2 separate regions of the Canis lupus genome follow, and region 2 is linked to region 1. Evidence: chromatin contacts called from public Hi-C data. All regions are on one chromosome and are shown on one strand. The core of a region is the stretch at or near the end of the contact, and the rest is flanking DNA. Distances in the headings are between cores, read along the strand shown.

Region 1 (2,898 bases), core at 127-2,626:
ACACAGCCACGCACGGCCTTGTGGAGGCACTTCCCCTCCCTGCAAATAGACACCTGCGGGCTGACACCTTGCTGGCTCGTCAGGCACACCCTCCGCGTTTTGTCCTCACCTGGCTCCGGCTACCTCGCAGCAAATCTGTCCACGTGTGCAGGATTTTATATTCACACATCATCCCGTATTAGTTTCTCCTGGCTGCTGTAACACATGACCACGACTTAGTGGCCTAAAACACATTCTCTTACAGTTCTGGAAGCCGAGAGTGTGAAATCCGTCCCACTGGGCTCAGGTGTCACTGAGTCAAGGTGTTGGAGGGGCCCTGGAGGCGAATCTGTCCCTGGCCTCCCATAGCTTCCAGAAAGTGCTGACATTCCGTGGCTCGGGGTCACATCCCTCCAGTCTCTGCTTATATGGCCTCATCCCCTCTGCTGCCTCTCTCTTAGAAGGATCCCCGTGATTATCCCGGATCAACCCAGAGAATCCAGGATAATCCCCTCCCAGCTCAAAATCCTTAATTTAATCACACCCTCTTGCCACATGAGGGAACGCTCACAGGTTCTGGAGCCTGGGACCTGGGTGTGTCTGGGGTCATTATTCTGCCTACCGCACATCCCCATTCCTCACCTCATTTCGTCTTCACAATGGCCCCGAGAGGATGAGAAACAGAGGCTCAGAGAGGTTAGGCGATTTGCTGAAAGACACACAGCTAGAGCATCGTAGGGAAGGGAGGCAGGATCTCTGTGATTCTAATTGAATGTAACAGATTGTATAATACGGTCAGAGGAGTACAAGGCAGCTGCTACACGATAAAGGTTTGGGTTTTCTCTCCCCGATTTCTGTGCCCCAACATGCCCAAGCAGGCCTTTGTTCTGACTTCTTTCTTTCGAGGGCTAAGAGTTGAGTGTCTATCTGAGCACAAAGGGAACACCTGCAGACTGTCCTAGTTCAAGGACTGACCCACATTAGAAGAAAGAGCTAAGCAGGCCACAGCTGGGTCCCAGTCTTTATGGCAGTTCAAGGGTTGCTAGCACAGCATGCCCACATATGGTTTGGTAAATGATTTTCTCAATTAACCCATGAGTCAATAAACTTCCTATTACTTAAGGAGCTGCCCCACATCCCAGGGACTGTCAGCCTTGATTCAGTGGCCAGGAAAAAAGAAAAGAAATGGAGCAGAAAAAAGACTCCAGAGCAATATTATTTTGTTTAAAAAAAAAAAAAGGCATTGTCGATTCAATATTTAGTTAGTGTCGGAGGGGAACAGCAGGCATTATTCATTCCCTGGGTATCTCAAGGGCACATAAAGGAACAGTCACACCTGCCTGAAATGCAATGTGCTCAGGCCACAGTAGGACATCCACAGTAAGACATCAGTGACTCATGCAGAGCTTGCCGGGGAAGCTAAGCAGTTGGCCGGGCTGCTCAGTGATGCAGAGATTAAAGAGAAGTTAATCACTGTGTTCGAGACTCACTGAGCCTTTTCTGGTGTGCCGGGTCGACACATGACAACTCCCCCGCTGCCAGCCGCAGTCCCATCCCACTGGCATGACGCCTGGCTTCCTGCTGGTTTTTCATGATGCACCTGAATGTTCCTTCTCTGGAAGGGAGTCCAGGAGTAAATCAGGCCCCTTTATTTGGGTGAGAAATGGGTCAGGGGAAGGTGTCTCTGGGTGGCCGAGAAACCAGGAAATCCTGTTCAGTGAAGTCAAGGTTGGAGCTACCTTTGCTCTAACTTACATCGGCTCCGAGAGTGGACAGACCTGCCTCTCACGTGTGTCAGCAGGTGGCCGGGAGACGTGACCGGGACACGGAGAAGCAGAAAGGCTCATCACTGCTGGTGGGAAGAGAAACTGTGACATCCATCTTCGAGAGCAATCTAACAATATCAAATTGAAGTTGCACATCAATTAGACCCACCGATTTCATCTCAAAATGTAATTAAAATACACATAATCCAATGGGATCGTGGATAACTTTTAGAAATTTTGTTTTTCTAATTAATAGTAATTCTGGAAATCTTGCCATTAAGATACCTCAATACTAACTTTTTTAAAGATTTGAGAGAGAGAGTACGTGAGCAGCAGGGAGGGGCAGAGAGAGACGTAGACAGAGAATCCTCCAGCAGACTCCGTATGTGGAGCCCAATGTGGGGCTTGATCCCATGACCAGAGCCGAAATCAGGATTCAGCTGCTCAACCAAATGGGCCACCCAGGTGCCCCTCAATAATAACCTTGTAATGATTGTATAATATTCTATCTAATTCCTGCTGTTGGATAATCTAAGATCATGCTCATATTTTGTATCGTAAACAATGCTTCACAGAGCACCTTTGTAACTAAATCATTGGTTATCTTTTTGTTTTTGTTTTTGGTATAAATACCTAAAATGCGTTTGTTTCATCAAAAGGGTATGTATTTCAGTATCTCTTGTGGGGTGACAAAGTGCCCCCAAAACTTAGTGGCTTAAGAAAAGAATTAATTATTTCTTGTGATTCTGAGGATTGGCTGGAGAAAATTTTTGCAGTGTGATTCCCTTCTGGAGTCAGTCATTGGAGGGGCCACTGGGCTGGGAGGTTCCAAGTGGCTTCATTCACACATCTGGCTGCTGGATGCTCCCAGTGGGCCGAGGCCCTGGGTTCTCTTCTACTTGGTTTAGCAGCCTCCAGCAGGCTGTTTTGGGGTTGCCCCATGGTCTGGTCTCGGGGTTCCCAAAGGAACCTTCTGTGCAGACTTCCGAACACATTCAAGGTTCCTTCTGCCACATTCCATTGCAAAGCAAGCCCCGGGGCCAGCTCAGATCCAGGAGGGTGGAGAAATAGATACCATCTCCCAATGGATGGAGCAGCAAGGCCAAGAGGCACGAACACAGACAGGTGGGATTTCCTGGGGCCACTACTATGA
Region 2 (2,898 bases), core at 297-2,796, 75 kb before region 1:
GCAAAAAAGAAAAAAAATCAAAATATAACTTTTCAAAGTATTAGCTTATGAATAAAAAAGTTGAGTGGTGCACTTTATGCATTTGGATTTTTTAAACTGATTCCGTGATAATTCCACTATAACAGATAGTAGTAACCTCTGGACCCCACCACTGCAGTAGGAAATCTCTCCCGTTCTCTCTCAAACGAGACATCATCTTAGAAAATGGAAAGGAGAAACAATGACACATATGAATTCAAAACAAAACAGCACAGTAGGATGGCAAAATATCATAAAAATAGCAGCATGTGAAATTCAAGACTATTTTCTTAAAGCAAATGTTTAAGACTCAACCATAAAAATGATACTTCAAACTGGTCTATTATTCAGACACTTGAAACTACGGGTTTTTTAGAGTGGTGCTTACATTTATGATATCCCAGTGACTAAATGTATACTCAAATTTGTATTTTACAACATATATATTGCACGGGTAGTAGAATAAACGCATTCTGGCATCTCCAACATAAAAGGATATCTCAATTAGCACATTAAACTATGGTACTGAAAATTAATTTTACCCCAATGTTTAAAACCAATCATGTAGGACTTTTGAGCACATTAATCCAACGACATTCTCCAACTAGATGAGAAGACACAGGCACTTGAATATAGGTTAATTAGTGACAAAAAGGAGAGGCTGCAATCACATGGCCAAGGGCAGTATGTCTTTACATATAAACTTGAGGTCTTTCACTGATCCAAATATAGAAATAAGAACTATTTATAAAACCTTGATATGAAAATCAGATCTCTCCCAGAAATTTCATACCAAATCACTTTAACTGTTTCATAAAGCAAAGACTGCTCCAAGTCCTAAGTTTGTTCAAACACACATCCAAGACATGGTTGTGTGAGTTCTAATTTCCAACCCCATGCAACCTACAACCCTCACTAACAGGTCCAATGATACCCTCTACATAACACCTGCCACCCACCTTGAGATCCAGAGCATCAAAAATGGTTATCGTTTCCAAATTGTCCACATTGTAGTATAAATTTTACAGCACCACAGACATCATGATTTTAGATATCTTAGTCTGACAATATTTCATTCAATAATATTAACCAGTAAGAATATGTAAATATCAAGCATCTAAGAGGAAGTCTAAGCATTTTAAAAACAACCAAAATAATTAATAAGCATTTTTAATGTTTTAAGTTGTTAAACAATTGTCAAATTCACTAGGAAAAAATACCACACACATTTTTATCACCCAAAAGAGAGCACACAAAGCCTCAGACAGTTGATACTGAAACACTTAGGTTTTTTTCTTGCATTCGTTCATTGTTTTTCATTTTTTTTTAAAGAAATTACATTTAGTTTGGCCACTCCCTAGATTCTTGGTTTATCAGCTTATAAAGAGTACATCAAAGAGGCAGTATAATATATGTATTAAAAACCATTTCATCCTTTATCATCTTTGGCTAGAAGGGCCGAGGAGGCAGGCAAGGCTCCACGCGCTTCCGTCTCACACGTCACTGACCGGAAGGCTCGCGTCATCCAAGTCCACTGGGTCACAGTCTCTATCCTGAGGGCCATTTTTACTTTGAGGTTTTAGCAAAGCTTGTTCAGTCACTTTGGAAGCTGGTTCTCTTGGAGAGACAGTCTGGACCTTGAAGTTCCCTGGCTTGACCTTGGCAAGAGATTCGTAAAATCCTCGCTTCTCCATGGTAAAGCTTGAGACCAAAGAGTTGCTGCGAGAGGCTGTGGAATGTGAGGTGGCGGCTGTTGCACTGGCAGAGCGGAAAGTGTGCTTGGGTTCTGAAGGACAGCTGGAATGCTCCTGCAAAGACGAGTGGTGGTCAGACACAGTCAAACATTAACAACAAAGTTAGTAACTCAGTGTGAGACTTTATTCTCTGAAAAACAAACAAAACACACACACACACACACACACACACACACCACAGAGCAGAAGCAAGAGCCATGCAGCATACATGTGCAAGTTCTTCCCCAAAGCAATGCATTTTTAGGAGTGAGGTTAAAGCAATGACAGTCAACAACCATTTCCACTAAGAAACCAGTTCTGTCACCAAAGCTTTGCCACTTGAAGACTCAGGCCAGCCTAAACTGGAATGCAGTGCTCCAACTGCAAGGGAACCAGCTCTGCCATTCTATTTAAGGGTATATTCTCAATCAATGCTAGGGATCATCCCACGTATTTTCGGAAGATAAAAAAATAAAAATAAAAATGCAGAATATCAAAAGGAAAGGCCGTATTTCTTTAATAAGTGGAACTCACTATTTTTGTAACCTACTATTGTGTCTGGCAGTCTGACAAACTTAGTTTTTCATCCCTGAATTTTGCTGCAACCAATTAACAGTGAAGTCTTTTCACTGCTGCCTTCATTAGGTTTATTTAGTTTTGAATATGTTATACATTCATATGGTTAAAGATTCTAAAGGGAGCAAAGGGTACATATTTAATCACTTATTAAAACTGTGGTGAAGTAACTATCAGGTGCGAATCTTTATTTCATTCGCTTCTGGCTGAAGATATCCTTAAATATGACCATTCCAAATGCATTGCCATATAGTTCCTAGTATACTGTGTTCATGTATGATACTAGCGGCTTTGAAAACAAAGTACTACAAATTGACAAAACACTATAGATTCCCAGGAGCTGGCTAAATTTCACCTGAGATTTAAAATGCCATGCAAGCTATAGTAATATAGTTTATCCACTGTAATATGCATGCATGAGTTTGCATATATTATTAGAACAAGGGTGCAGTTAAGTGGTATATATAAAAAATTTCGGGGATCCCTGGGTGGCGCAGTGGTTTGGCGCCTGCCTTTGGCCCAGGGCGCGATCCTGGAGACCCGGGATCCGGGATCGAATCCCACATCAGGC

The links. Hi-C and Micro-C count contacts between places; a contact is called where the count stands out from the background.
Region 2: a contact with region 1 is called in a Hi-C map of skin fibroblasts, with 2.7 times the contacts expected there. The contact joins two enhancer-like sites. A contact is called at or near these places in 5 of 9 Hi-C or Micro-C datasets (amygdala, blood, liver and 1 more).

What each region holds. Positions count from the first base shown.
Region 1 is chr28:32,297,234-32,300,131 of UU_Cfam_GSD_1.0, reverse strand. It overlaps BTBD16 (BTB/POZ domain-containing protein 16), which reads right to left. Exons shown (of 16, transcript XM_038578994.1): 16 at 1-1,873. The coding sequence ends at 1,826. Among named protein-coding and RNA genes, the nearest start is that of PLEKHA1, 21 kb to the left of the region's middle. Within about 2 kb of position 1,376, at least 3 of the 20 cell types and tissues checked have an H3K27ac peak or open chromatin away from gene starts, as enhancers often do.
Region 2 is chr28:32,372,624-32,375,521 of UU_Cfam_GSD_1.0, reverse strand. PLEKHA1 (pleckstrin homology domain-containing family A member 1) reads right to left here. Exons shown (of 12, transcript XM_038578998.1): 12 at 1-1,826. The coding sequence ends at 1,512. Among named protein-coding and RNA genes, the nearest start is that of HTRA1, 25 kb to the left of the region's middle. Within about 2 kb of position 1,546, at least 4 of the 20 cell types and tissues checked have an H3K27ac peak or open chromatin away from gene starts, as enhancers often do.